2 separate regions of the Mus musculus genome follow, and region 2 is linked to region 1. The links are chromatin contacts, called in public HiChIP or PLAC-seq maps. All regions are on one chromosome and are shown on one strand. The core of a region is the stretch at or near the end of the contact, and the rest is flanking DNA. Distances in the headings are between cores, read along the strand shown. Region 1 overlaps Cd247 (CD247 antigen). Region 2 overlaps Gm33224 (a long non-coding RNA gene).

What was found. HiChIP or PLAC-seq counts read pairs in DNA pulled down with a chosen protein or histone mark.
Region 2: a contact with region 1 is called in an H3K4me3 HiChIP or PLAC-seq map of the SCID.adh cell line, with 20 read pairs. The contact joins two enhancer-like sites. A contact is called at or near these places in 1 of 39 promoter capture datasets (stem cell-derived epiblast-like cells), 1 of 484 Hi-C or Micro-C datasets (the G1E-ER4 cell line), 5 of 115 datasets of contacts at active chromatin or transcription factors (the SCID.adh cell line, double positive thymocytes, effector CD8 T cells and 2 more) and 2 of 9 other capture datasets (embryonic stem cells and embryonic trunk).

What each region holds. Positions count from the first base shown.
Region 1 is chr1:165,811,646-165,817,939 of GRCm38.p6, reverse strand. All of the region lies in intron 1 of Cd247 (CD247 antigen), which reads right to left. Among named protein-coding and RNA genes, the nearest start is that of Gm23402, 5.1 kb to the right of the region's middle. Within about 2 kb of position 3,624, at least 53 of the 459 cell types and tissues checked have an H3K27ac peak or open chromatin away from gene starts, as enhancers often do. A contact at or near this core is called in the SCID.adh cell line, where this site is marked.
Region 2 is chr1:166,042,551-166,048,844 of GRCm38.p6, reverse strand. Gm33224 (a long non-coding RNA gene) reads left to right here. Exons shown (of 3, transcript XR_865710.2): 2 at 1-1,978; 3 at 2,060-3,393. It also overlaps the pseudogene Gm7626. Among named protein-coding and RNA genes, the nearest start is that of Gm33224, 3.4 kb to the left of the region's middle. RefSeq lists an enhancer at 1-1,367. Within about 2 kb of position 3,339, at least 90 of the 459 cell types and tissues checked have an H3K27ac peak or open chromatin away from gene starts, as enhancers often do. A contact at or near this core is called in the SCID.adh cell line, where this site is marked.

The sequences.
Region 1 (6,294 bases), core at 2,375-4,874:
TTAAAAAGGGGTTAGACAAGTCACAGACTCAGGCCTTATAGGCAAGATCAGAAGGGACAGCATTTTTCTTTCAGCCAGAGGCTGAGGGATTTGGGTGCATCCCAGAGGCCACCACTCTTCTAGACTTATCCCTTAAGTTGGTGGAACCTGGGTGTTGGGTGTTTGAGGAGCCCAGGATATAACTGTGGAACCTAAGCTTGCCCTGTAGTGAGGAGGAGTGGAGCCACAGCCTCGATGGGGAGCAGAAGCAGCTGGCTCCTTACACTCCACTGCGCTCACCCTTGCCTTGGGGTTTTCGACTGTGTGCACACCCTTCTAAAGACTCCAGGGGAACCTTGTGGTATAAAGAGGAAGCCTTCGGGAAGAGCAGCAGCATATCCCATCATGGGATGGATAGACTCCGCCTGTCTCCACTCTGCCTGGGTGCTACAAGGACTGTGTGCTCAGTAAATATTTGGCGAGCTGAGAATGCTTACGACTCAACGTGGCTGAATGAGAACAAAGTGGACAGGCAGACGGGAAGCGGCTTATCCTGCCCATGCCTCTCCTGTGAACTCTGTATTGACTGGCAGCAGCGGCTGCTGGCAGGCACCCTAGGGACAGTCTCTATCTGCCATGGCTTCTAAGGTGGTTAGGGCAATGAGGTTGGACAAAGAGGTTGGAGCTTTAGGACCCTTCTTACCAGCTCTGTCTCCAGCCCCCACGTATCATAGCCCAGTTATAACCAGAGCTACTGGAAGACTGGAGAGGGCGTCACACACACGAGGCACCTTCTAGAAGCATCCTTCCATGTCACACTGCCGTCTACACTGTCCCTCTGACCCATGCTCTGAGGGACAAACGGCCTCAGCTCTGCTCTCAAGACACAGTGAGAGCAGAGGCATGCTTAGGGTCCAGTGAGCAGTACAGAGAAGCCGGTGGGGTAGAAGGAGACACATTCTGATCACAGAACAAGAAACTCTTTTGGTTCTTACACCCAGTGCCCTCAATGTTCAAATAAGAAATCAGATTCAAATACAGGACCTTCCCGAATCACTGCAGCTAGGGAGGAGTCCCTGAGATTCCGCTACCGAAGCAGAAAAGGGGCCGCGGGACATAGGCAAGTCACTTCCGCACCATGGCACACCTGAGATAGGGTGGCTAGAGGGGTTGCTCTGGGGGAGCAGCTCAGGGTGCTTGTGGGAAAATACAGTAAAGTGAAAACTAAAAATTAACTGAAGACTGGAGCAGAGGTGTCCTCGGGCCCCACCCCTTGACCAGCTTCTTGTCCGAGCGCAGGTGTCCTCAGGCCCCGCCCCCCATGGCCAGCACCACCACAGAGCACAGCAGCAGAGCCTATGATGTGGCAGGCATGCCACCAATGGCACACAGATCAATTTCCCACGCTAGAAGGCTTGTCTCTGCCACCACATCCTTTCTTGTCTTGCAAGCCTTGCTCTCAGCTGGGAGGGTCAGCGCAGCAACACCCACACACATGCCCACGAAAGCACTCTGATGCTAACTAACACTGACCACTGGGATCCCCCTCTTCCGCCAGGTTTGTCAGCGTAGAATGTGGTGCCGTGGAAAAGCGGCCAGACAAGCCAGAGGCCCTTCCTCTGGGTGGGTGTTCCTCATTCGGTCTGTGACCCAGACCCGCTGCTCTTGCCCAGGGGTGCAAATTAATTTATCTATCTATCTATTTATTTATTTATTTATTTTTCTTTTTTTTCGAGACAGGGTTTCTCTGTATAGCCCTGGCTGTCCAGGAACTCACTCTGTAGACCAGGTTGGCCTCGAACTCAGAAATCCACCTGCCTCTGCCTCCCAAGTGCTGGGATTAAAGACGTGCGCCACCACCACTCAGTACAAATTAATTTTATGTGGAAGCTCAAATCCACAGGGTCACCGTCTTTTAGGTGGGTCTGACTCATTTTCTTCCGTTGGCACATCATGGAATCTTTCCACGACAAGACAGCATGTCATAGAAGGAGCAGCCTATGGGGTGTTAAAAAAGACGGACGTGCTCTGTCCATAATATTAATCTTTGCTTTGTTCTCTTAAGAAGCTCACTCAGTGCCTCAGTTTCCTGATCTGTCAGGAGGAAAGGACAGTCACTATTTCCATGGGGTGCAAATGACATCATAATGAGATCACTTTATAAAATGGACCTCAGAATATAGCTATCAGAGATTATCATCATACTTAGTAAAAACAATTAATAATGATTGCCAGGATGCGTTAAAGAGAAATTACTCAGAGACCCTTGTTGAGGAACAATAAGAGTGACTTTACCCAGGCCATTTAGACAGATAAAGGACCACTTTGGTGGGCTCCTCAGTGGGAAAGAGCAGTGGGGCTCAGCTTGACCACAGTAAGGGCAGGTGGGCAGGTATAGTCCGACGTCAGGCAGGAGGGGTCAGTGGATGGAAAATTACTAAGAAAGATATATCAGGAGTGAGAGAGAGATTCTGGCTAAGCTGACGTCACAGGATCCCAGCTGAAGACAAAATGAGGCACCCCTGAGGGACAGTGGAAGACGGGGCTCATTGGATTCTGAGATATTGAGTGTGACCAGGTGTCAAGTGTGAGCTTCTTGCTGGATTGACTTAGCAAGAGTCTCAGGGTTTTATTAAGCACACATGGACCAAGGAGGAGAGCCGGAAGCTCAACTAAAGCTGGTCAGAAACACTGTCAATCGACATAATGGTGATTTTGAAACCTTTTGGAAAAAAGACCCCACAGACCTGTGCTAGAGGAGACCAAACACCTCTGCGTGTGCACACCTGCTTTCAGTGCCTCAGGAGCAGCTCGGGGAAGCCAGGGGCTACTGAGCACAGGGTAGGTTTCTGGGTTGGGGGGAAGGAAGGGCTGATTGCTGTGTCCAGGATCGATGAGGGTGACTCTTCCCAACCATTAGCCCACATCTCATGGGGAGGCAGGCAGCTTGCAAGGCAGGGCTGAGGCGTAGACTGGATTTGTGAAGTTTTAACTCCCGACAGCTGACAAAAGACTAATAAAATCTGGGCCAGGATTTTCCCAAGAGGGATGTGTCACCATGGACTAGAAATGAAACCGAGGGGAGGAGGGCTTTTGGAAGAACTCCCTTATCCTCTGCGCTTTTGTGGGACAGTTGAAAATACACGTGGTGCTAAATTAGCGCTCCAAGACCACGAATAAAAGTGCTTTCACATTCCTTTCTTTAAAAATATTTATTCAAATGGGATGAAATGTTATGGGGGCTTTGTGTCTGGAAGCAGGGTTAATTAAGGATTTCCTGCCGGCTTTGTGAGGCGGTGACATGCCATTGAGATGCCCCGTCTATTTAGTCTGCCTGCTTCCCTTTTCTTTCTATTCATCCAGCTGGTGGTGAAATTCCAGGGAAATCTTTGCAGGGATGTAAGAGAAAACACTGCTATTCCCTACATTCTGTGCTTACCAAGAAAATGAGGGTGTCGGAGACTCGAGGCACACAAACCAGACTACTACAGAACCAGGTCTGGGTCCCCTTCCTTGAGGTTTGTAAAATGTGATGTAGCTGGTGTGCAGAAAAGAGGCTCTTGAGCTCCTGGCCAGGGGTTTTCAAAGGAAAAGCCCAGCCGCCTTGTGCGGCCTCCTGAAACAAAGGCCCAGGGCAGCCCCTTGGAGCTCAGCGCCCCCATCACCTCCCCCGTTCTCACAGGCGGTTTCCCTGACATAAAAGGGCTGCCTGATGCAGTTGCTCCTTCAACAGCAGGTTTAAAAAATGCATGAAACCCAAGATTGAATGCCACCCAGTTTGGCCTCTACAGAGGCTAGCTCTGCAGAGGGACAAGGGGCAGCCAGGCCAACCAAGAAACCAAGGAAGCCTGCTTTCTGCTCCCTGAGGCAAACCTGTTTTAGGGGCCAATCACCCCTCCCCCATTTTGATCTTCTGACCCCAAATAGGATCTGTGGCTTGTTTCTCTTGAGGACCCTCCTGCCCTGGAAGCAGTCAGTTTCCCCAGGCAAATGTAGGCAAACAGGGTCCAGCACTCAGAGTTGGGCTGCCCCCAACTGCTGTCGCAAAGCTGTCCTCAGAGCCTGTCACCGTTCTGCGCCACCTTAATTTTTCTTACCCACCTTAACTTCTAATTTTTCTTATCTTGTTCTCTACACATCTTCTCCCTTCCCTCCTTTTGCATTGTCTCTGAAGGGCCATGCATACGCAGTTACTATATTTTTGTATGTGTTAATATGATTAGTTTGTTAAAATGGTATGCCAGGTTTAGGTCCTTCGTCCCTTCGTTCCTTTTGACAGACCCTCACCGTGCAGTCGTGGTTGGTTTACAATTCACTATATAGACCAGATGGCCTTGAACTCATGAAACTCCCCCCCCCCCCCGAGACTGCGACTGCCTCCTGAGTGCTGCTGGCACTGAAGGGGAAACCTTTACTTTGCCTGTTTCTTTCTGTTCAAAAGTTCAGATCGCTTCACCCCAGCGAGAGCAGCTAGGATGGGAAATCAGAAGCAAGTGTTGGCAAGGATATAGAGAAACTGCTGTGCCAGATGCTCCTGGTAGGGATGTAAACTGGTATAGTCGCTGTGGAGGATAGCTTGCCAGTTCTTGCACAAGTTCAACTACTACATGACCTCCCAATCCTACTTCCGAGTACACATCTGAAGAGACTGGAAAGCAGACCCCTGTCTGCCCACACTCAGAACACTTTCCTCACAATACCAAGTAGAAGCAACCTAGGTGTCCATCACTTGGTGTGTGACCAAGCCAGACGGGATCTGTAAATACACCTGGGACATTATTCAGTCTTTAAAAGAAGATTCTGACACCTACTAAAGCAAGATAGGGCCCCACGGATAATATGCTAAAATAAGAAGAAAACATTCAAGCATTCAAATACTGTATGATTCTGTTCATACAAGATACATAGGGAAGTCAAAAAATCATAGAGACAGAACATAGAATGGGAGTTGGGGGTGGGGCAGTTGGCGGGCACTGGAGGTTGGTGGATGTATGGTTTCAGTTTTACAAGATGAAAAGAGGCTTAGAGACAGTTGCTCAACCAAACGACTGTACTTAATACCACTGAACTGTACACCCAAAATGGCTAATGTGGTAAATTTTATGTTGTGTGTGTTTTACCACAAACTTTTAAATCTGAGGGGAAAATATTAGAAGTCCATGTCATTGTCTTGGGCACCAAATATCCTAATATGTCATCATACTAAGCCACTCAAGGTTCACTTGTGGAGGGGCCCAGAGAAGCAGAAGAGATGGATCAGGATTCAGGTACAGGGCCTAACCCTTGCAGTACCAAGCTTACTAGGAACCCTCAAGTCTCTGTCATTCTCCCGCTGTCTGCTAATAACCTCTGCAGGTCCAGTGTTTTCTACAGCTCTCAGAGATGAAGGTCGGTGGCAGCTAGCACACTTCAGAAGCTTGTGTGTTCATGAAGGGGTGGAGAAGAAAGAAGAAAGAAAACAGGTGAGCTTGCAGCTTCTCCTCAGCCAGAGCTAACCCAGCTGAGTGACCCCTTCCCTCAGTCTTCTTCCCTAGCTGGCAGTTGGTCCCTGACAGGCGATGGGAAGCCACTGAGACCCAGCTCACAGGGATCCCTCGGTGGGTATTTGGGGGAGGGAGGCAGAACCCCGTGCCTGCTTTGTCCAAGGACACCAGGTGATGGCAAATCTGGAGGACTGGGTCCCAGAGTGTGCAAGGGTGCTGCAGAGCCTACTGCGGAGAGGGAAACAGGCAGGGGTGTGAGGGGACCAGAGTACCTTTTTGGAGTGAATGCAATTCTTCTTCCTAGCAGGTAGAAAGTATCTCCTGGTGTTCTCCATCCCCACACAGCCTCATTCCCTCAGATCTCCATTCTCTCCCAGCTCCTGGCTCTCTCCATCTGTCCCCTGTCTGTTTCATAGGCACAGTCTACATTATCAGCTGCTCTTCAGCCTAGAGCCTTCCTTGCTCCTCACATGAGGCCAGAGCTAGCGTTTAGCCTGTGGGACTATGGGACTGTGCCTGTTTTACAGGTGGGTGCAGAGGCTCAGCATAGAATAGCTTGTCTAGGTTTACACATTTGCAAGCAGGAGACCTGAGATTAGAACCTTGAGAGTCTAGCTTCAGAACTAGAACCAGGTTCATTACTAAGTTACTTTGTTGGGTTGAGTTGGGTTGGGTTGGATTTAGCAATAATTCCTTCTTCCACCACTCATTCCCTTCCCATAACTTCCTTCATTCACCCTTATCCTCTGATGACAGAAACGATGCTCGACCATGCCAGGAGGTTGGGTTTCCAAGCATAGCTGAGAGGTGGGCAGGTGGTGACTGACAGGCT
Region 2 (6,294 bases), core at 2,090-4,589, 230 kb before region 1:
ACATGATTCCACATGTGTTGTGAGTTAGCAGCCTGCTACTGTCTGTGTAAACGCAAGAGCTGGGTTTGGTTTGCCGTTCTGAAATACACCGGTGAAAGTCAGCAGTCTCCTCCTCGAAATCAGACGGAGGGCAAAAGGCAGAAGAAGATCGCGATAAGACCCAGGAGGTAACAGTCATAGGGGTGGAGATCTGCTTCATAAAAAGCCACCGCAGGGGCACCAGAAGGGCACATGTGACCACCAGGCAGGGGTGCGAACCCTTCTTCGCAGTCACCCCGATCACCCACTCATTTTACAGCCCAGGGACTGCAAAACGGACTAGCCCATGCCAAGGAAGACGGGACCGAAGGCTGGAGCGAGCGCCTGCAGGCTGATGGAGTGACTGACTGACAACTTACACTCAAGCAAGAAATCAAATAGAAATGGAGCCAGGAAGTGCTCCACAGAGGACATAACTGAGAGATGCAAGCAAGAATTAGCTCCCTCTCGGTGTGACAGAGTAAACACTAGATCAGTGGTGAGCTGGGGGGCGGGGAGGGGCGACAAGGGGATGGAGGAGACACAACACGTGAGACATTGCCTACCTTCATTACCAACTGTGCCTTTAAAGACACGGGAGGTTTTAATGCGTGTAGCCATGCTGATCTTTGTACTTATGAGTGGAAAACTTTTTTGTTTGCTTGCTTGCTTGTTTTATTCTTCCGTGGGGATCGTAGCCAGGGCTCTGTTCACGCCGACCACGTAGTCTACTACTGAGCTGCGTCTCAGTCTCCCCCTCCCGCGACCCCATAGGAGTTTTTCCTGTAAGGATCTTGAGTCCTGGCATGACATTAAAGAAAAGCAGTACAATTGCGCAGAACCACTTTTACCTCGCCGTATAAAGTGTAGCGTGCTTCCTGAAGCTGCGTCTAATCTAATCGCCTTCTGTTTCCCCTGTCACGGAAGTAGCAGAGCGAAACGCTCTGATTTGAATTCGTGAACTAGTTCATCTTTCTGGCATTCCTGGTGAGTTTTCAGTGTGCTGCTGACAGAGACATGAGTTTTCTAGAGGCCCTTCTGCCTCCCACATCCGCTGCATCTTCCCGAGCTGGCAGCAGACACTGACAGGCCCTGATACCCAGGACTTGAAGAGAGAGGTTTGCTCCACAGGTGGTCCTGGGCACACAGGTCGGCTCCTCCATACTGGACACTGCTCGCTCGCTTTTCTTCTTCTACTCCTTTAACTTCATGGTTTGGTTTGGTTTGTTTCAATTTAGCATTTTCTGGGCAACCAGGCTTACTCCAAGATTGTGCGGAGAAAGACTGGTCGATAAAAATAAAGGGGAGGGGGCCAGTGAGTGAAGAAAAAGGTATGGCTGAGATGGGAGGGGAGAATATGAAGGAAGTGGAGATGCAGCAAGTTTGGGGGTTTTGTTTGTCCATCTTGTTTTTAAAGTGGGATAAGAGGGCCAGTAAGATGGCTCAGTGGGCAAAGGTGACTGCTACCAAGCCTGAAGACCTGAGTGTGATCCCTGGGGACCCATATCGTGAAAGGAGAGAGCCGGCTTCTGAAAGTACTCCTCTGACTTCCATTCACATAAAATACAAAAATATTGATATAATATTTTTTAGAGATGAGATAATAATAATACTGCTTTTCTGGAGTCAGGAGGATTAGGGCACAGGGCCTTTTTGCCCACATTGCCTTCAGTAGCATCTGTCTCTCCTCAGGGACTTCACTTCCTCAGTTCCTCTCCAATGTCACCTCACAACAGGGTTGTCTACCTGTGTAAAAGCCACTGCCTTCTCTTGTCCTCTAATTGTTTAAACTGTTCTATTTATCTTTACAGCGATTGTTAGAACCCATTACATCCCACACTTACTGGTTTGTTTGTCTGTTTATTTGTTTGCCTTCCCTCAAAGGAATCTCAACATACCTGGCCCTGGGACTTTCCCTGCTATATCCAAGCATCTCACACAATGCCTGGCTTATAGAAAGGTTTGAGTGGATGAATTAATGAACAAATGGGTTCTACACTGGCACAGGCAGGAATGGGGATAAGAGAAACGTGTGCCCCAGCCCTTAGGTATCAGACCATTGGAATGCAGAGTCTTGACATGTCTCCGAGAGCCCCAGGCTGGGAGAAGGGAAAGGATGAAGTCCTGCGGCAGCAGGAGAGACTTGTCTTCTAGGAAGAGATCTCAGTCCGGCATCTTCCTGGACCACCTTGCAAGGGAGACTGGAGGAGCTGAGACAAGAGTGGGGGACCACAGCTTGACCAGGTGACCAGGTTACTCATGCCCTATCTCCTCTCCTATGCTTCTGTCAGGATCTCAGAGGGAGGTCTTGGACTTGGAGGTTCCTGGACTCCCTTGTTTTTCTTCCTGATGTGGTTACCTTAAATTAAATCTTCTTTTTCTGTTTTCATATTACAGAGCACTGGCTAAGACCAGCTTGCTGTTTTTCAGGCTTGGCTACAAGCACCCACACCCCTAACCACTGAGTCGTCCTACCAGTCCAGAAAATACATTCTTAAGATCTATCAACACAGAAAGAGTAACAAATGACAAAGGGGTGGTTGTCCTTTTTTTTTTCTTTAAAAAAAACAACAACAAAAAAAAAAACTTTATCCAAATAGCAAAGGAACACATAACAAGAAAGTTCTGGTTTCTATCTATAAGCGCCCAGCAAAACAGTAGCAGAAGGAGATCATGGACTGGATTGGGCTGTGGGTTTCCTTGCAAAAGGAGAAAAATTCCTCACAGGCGGATGGTAACTTCTTCAAACATCTCAATATTTACTTGGGTGTAGGAGCCACATAAGATGACGAAGTGAGTGGCCATAGAAAAATGCCTCGTGTCCTGTCCACTGTCAAAACTACTCTGGAGAAAGGACAAACTTGTAGGGAAATTGGCAAGTGTTCTTGTTAGTTTTAATCACCAGTGCTGTGTGCATTTTGGCTGTCAGAGTCTCATATCCAGCCACAGCTTTCCTAAATCCCACGGCACATTCCATCCTGCCTAGCCCAGGGCCTGGGCCCCATTCTCAGCAGGAGCTCCCTCCCACCAGACTCCTCTTGCTCCTTCGGTTAGAGCCTCAGCAGCGGGGCAGCGTGCTGTCTGTCTTTAATTGGCTGCAAGGAAGAAGGAGGTGGGGGGCTGGGGAAAAGAAAGGTTATGTAGTGTCCAAGTCTGTGCAGCTTGGGGTCCGCTAGGATGGCTGCTCTCCGGAAAGCTTCCAGAAAGTGCAGATTGGGGACTTAGAAGTGGGGCTTTTATAAACTGCACTTCTCCAACCCCCTGAAAGAAGGAGAGAGGGGGAGCTCACAGGCTGCGCTCTCTGAGAAGGCTGGATTTGGGGATGACTAATACAATTACCCCTTTGGAATTTAGCTTAAGAGATGAAAGAACTAGGCCAGAGGTAACAGTTAAAACTCCCACCCATCCTGCCCTTCCCTCTCCTGCTCAAGAGTTAGAAAAGGAACTGGGGATGGGGGGAGGAGGGGAGAGAGGGAAGGGGAAATGGAAATGGAAAGGGCACCTGCACTGCCAGTGGGTCGTCCTCTGATGTGATGTGGCCAGAGAGCATGATGGGGTGTGAGTTTCGATCCCCTGGATGTATACCTACGAGATGGATCGACTGACGCTGGATTGCAAGCATTTGGTTCCAGAGGAAAGCAAAGTCAGTGAATGGCAAGAAGAGAGGTCACTGCCCCTGGCTTGCTCAGGCCTAACAAGACTACTGAGAGAAGCCACCAAAATCTGCCCAAGCAGATGGCCCGTCCCTGGTGTGTCACGGTTTAGACTGTGCTGTGTTTCCTAGATTGTTAGACTCTGCTGTATTTCCGAGGCTGCATCCTCCCAAGGCCATTGGCCATGCACCTCATTAGAAGGCCAAGAGCAATGAATTTCATTCAAGCCTGTCCATCAGCCCATTCTGTGCCCCCTTTAACCTTCCTCAGCTGCATCCAAGAGTCCCTTCCAGGAAAATGACAGCTGGCTAGGGTCATGGAGGAGGCTGACCTGAACAACCCCCCACGCCCCCCAAATGGGACTTTTTCAGATCTTAGAGAGAAACCACCACAACCAAGAGAAGCCAAGGAGATGTAGCAACTAAACACAGCATGCTGGAACAGGGAGGGACCTGGGGCAGCAAAGGCTACGCTGGGAAAACAGGAAACCCAAAGAGATCGTGGGGAGAGTGTGGACTTTTATTAATAAAAATGTATTAGAACTGGGTCATTCATTGTGGCAAATGTAAAATGTCAACTAGAGGGGAAATTGGGCCGGCGTAGGGAAACTCAACAGTGCTTTCAGTTATTTCCTATCAATCTAAAAGATCCTGAAAGAAACCGTTTTAAAAAATGTGAAGTATTAATAGTGTAGATTAAAAAATGAAGACTTTTTTTCTGGGGAGGGCCACATTAAGGATGCTGTCACTGAAAAATGATATAGGTGCCAGCTAGATAGCTCAGTGGGTAGAAGTGTTTGCCACCAAGGCAGACGACCTTCGTCTGATCTCTGGGGCTCACACAAGCTTGCTCATGGTCTGAGTATGTAATCTCCCCACCCCCACCCCACCCCCTTACATATACACGAAGTAAATGTAATGTTTTGAGATTAAATTATATTTTATTTGTAAGAAGCAAGGTTGAGATGCTGTTTCAGTGATAATTTTCATTAATTCACTCACTGAACCATTCAACTGTGGGCGTTTGGTTTGTGTGTGCTTGGACCAGGGTTTTATGCTGAGAGTATGTGGGAGACAAAAGCTGCATCCTACAGGCAGGAAGCAGCTGGTGGCTGATGGCGAGCTGACTCACGAGCCCACAGTTGCCTTTGTTTTGTTTTGTTGTGCCAGGGAATGAAGCTGGGGCCTTGGACATGCTATGTACTAGGTAAACACTTGCTAAGTCACAAACCTATCCCACAAGCCTGACACAGTTACTGGGTGGGGGATGGGAGACATTAAACCCAGAGTGTAGTGATGACACAGAGGAGGAAACACCCTGCTACTGATTAATCAGTGCTGCACTGTGCAGTATCTTAAGTTGACAGTGTAAGGTTGAGAGTATAAACCTTGGAGTGGGACAATACTGATGATAAAAGTAACACAGAAGGGGCGGGGCGGAGCGCAGCCGCGCTAGCTAATTGAGCCTGAAGCAGCCGCGGGGATGGACGTGTTTCTTATGATCCCGCGCAAGACCACCATCTTTAAGAACATTAAGGAAGCTAGAGCACCCTGTTGGAACTGGAGCGCATCTCCTCGAGGGCATCCTCAAGCGGCCGCCAGAGGAGCAGCGACTTTACAAGGACGACCAGCTTCTTGATGATGGAAAAACTCCGAGTGTGGCTTCACTAGTTAGACAGCATGGCCACAGGCGCCAGCCACAGTGGACCTGGCCTTCCGAGCAGATGACACCTTCGAAGCTCCGCGCGTCAAGCCCTTCTCAGCCCTCCAGAGCTTCCAGATGTGATGAAGCCACAGGATTCTGGAGATGGTGCCAATGAGCGAGCTGTGCAGTGAGGGCCCCAGGTCCGCCCCTAGAGACCCATTCCCCCAATTAAAAAAAAAAAATTGGCTGTCTAAAAGAAATAAAAAGGGAACACAGTGCCAAGCTCAGGGTCAATTGGCTTCTAGTAGAATGAAGTCTTGTTGGGGAACAAGGACTACTGCATGCACGTGTGTCCATTGTTCTATCTAGTCTTCCCATACAGTCTAAGGAGCAGACACTGCCATCTTCTGCCGTTTTGGGGGTGAAGGTATGGGGATACTGACACTTTACTCATAGAAACCAGTTAACGTCAGGGCCAGGACAGAACCTAGCTCATCTCCAGAGTCTGTGCCTTGAACTTCTCTGAGTTCTCTGCCCTGAATGCCTCCTGAAGGTTGAGTATGAACCAGCAGGTGAAGTGGTCATAATAAGTCTTATTTGATAGGCTAGACCTCAGCAAATGTCCTTTCGATATAAGTTTGAGGTCAGAACTTGGTAAAATGAATTGATTAAGGGGCCCAGGAAAGGCAGCTCTAGTGCCTACACTACAGATTCTATACTGAACAGAGTTCAGTAGAAACCGTCTCACTGTATTTGGGTGTCTATGACAAAATACCCTAGGCTGGACACTTTCCTTCCACAGTTCTAGAGGCTGTGAGGTCCAAGAAGAGATTGCTGGTAGATCTGCCGTCTGTCGAGGGCTCTCTTTCTTTCTAGCTTTCTTCACATGGTGGAGAGCAGAGAGAAGAGGTGAGCCTTCTTAGATCTCTTCCTAGAAGGGCACGAATCCTTTTCCTGAAGGTTCCACTCTCATGATCCA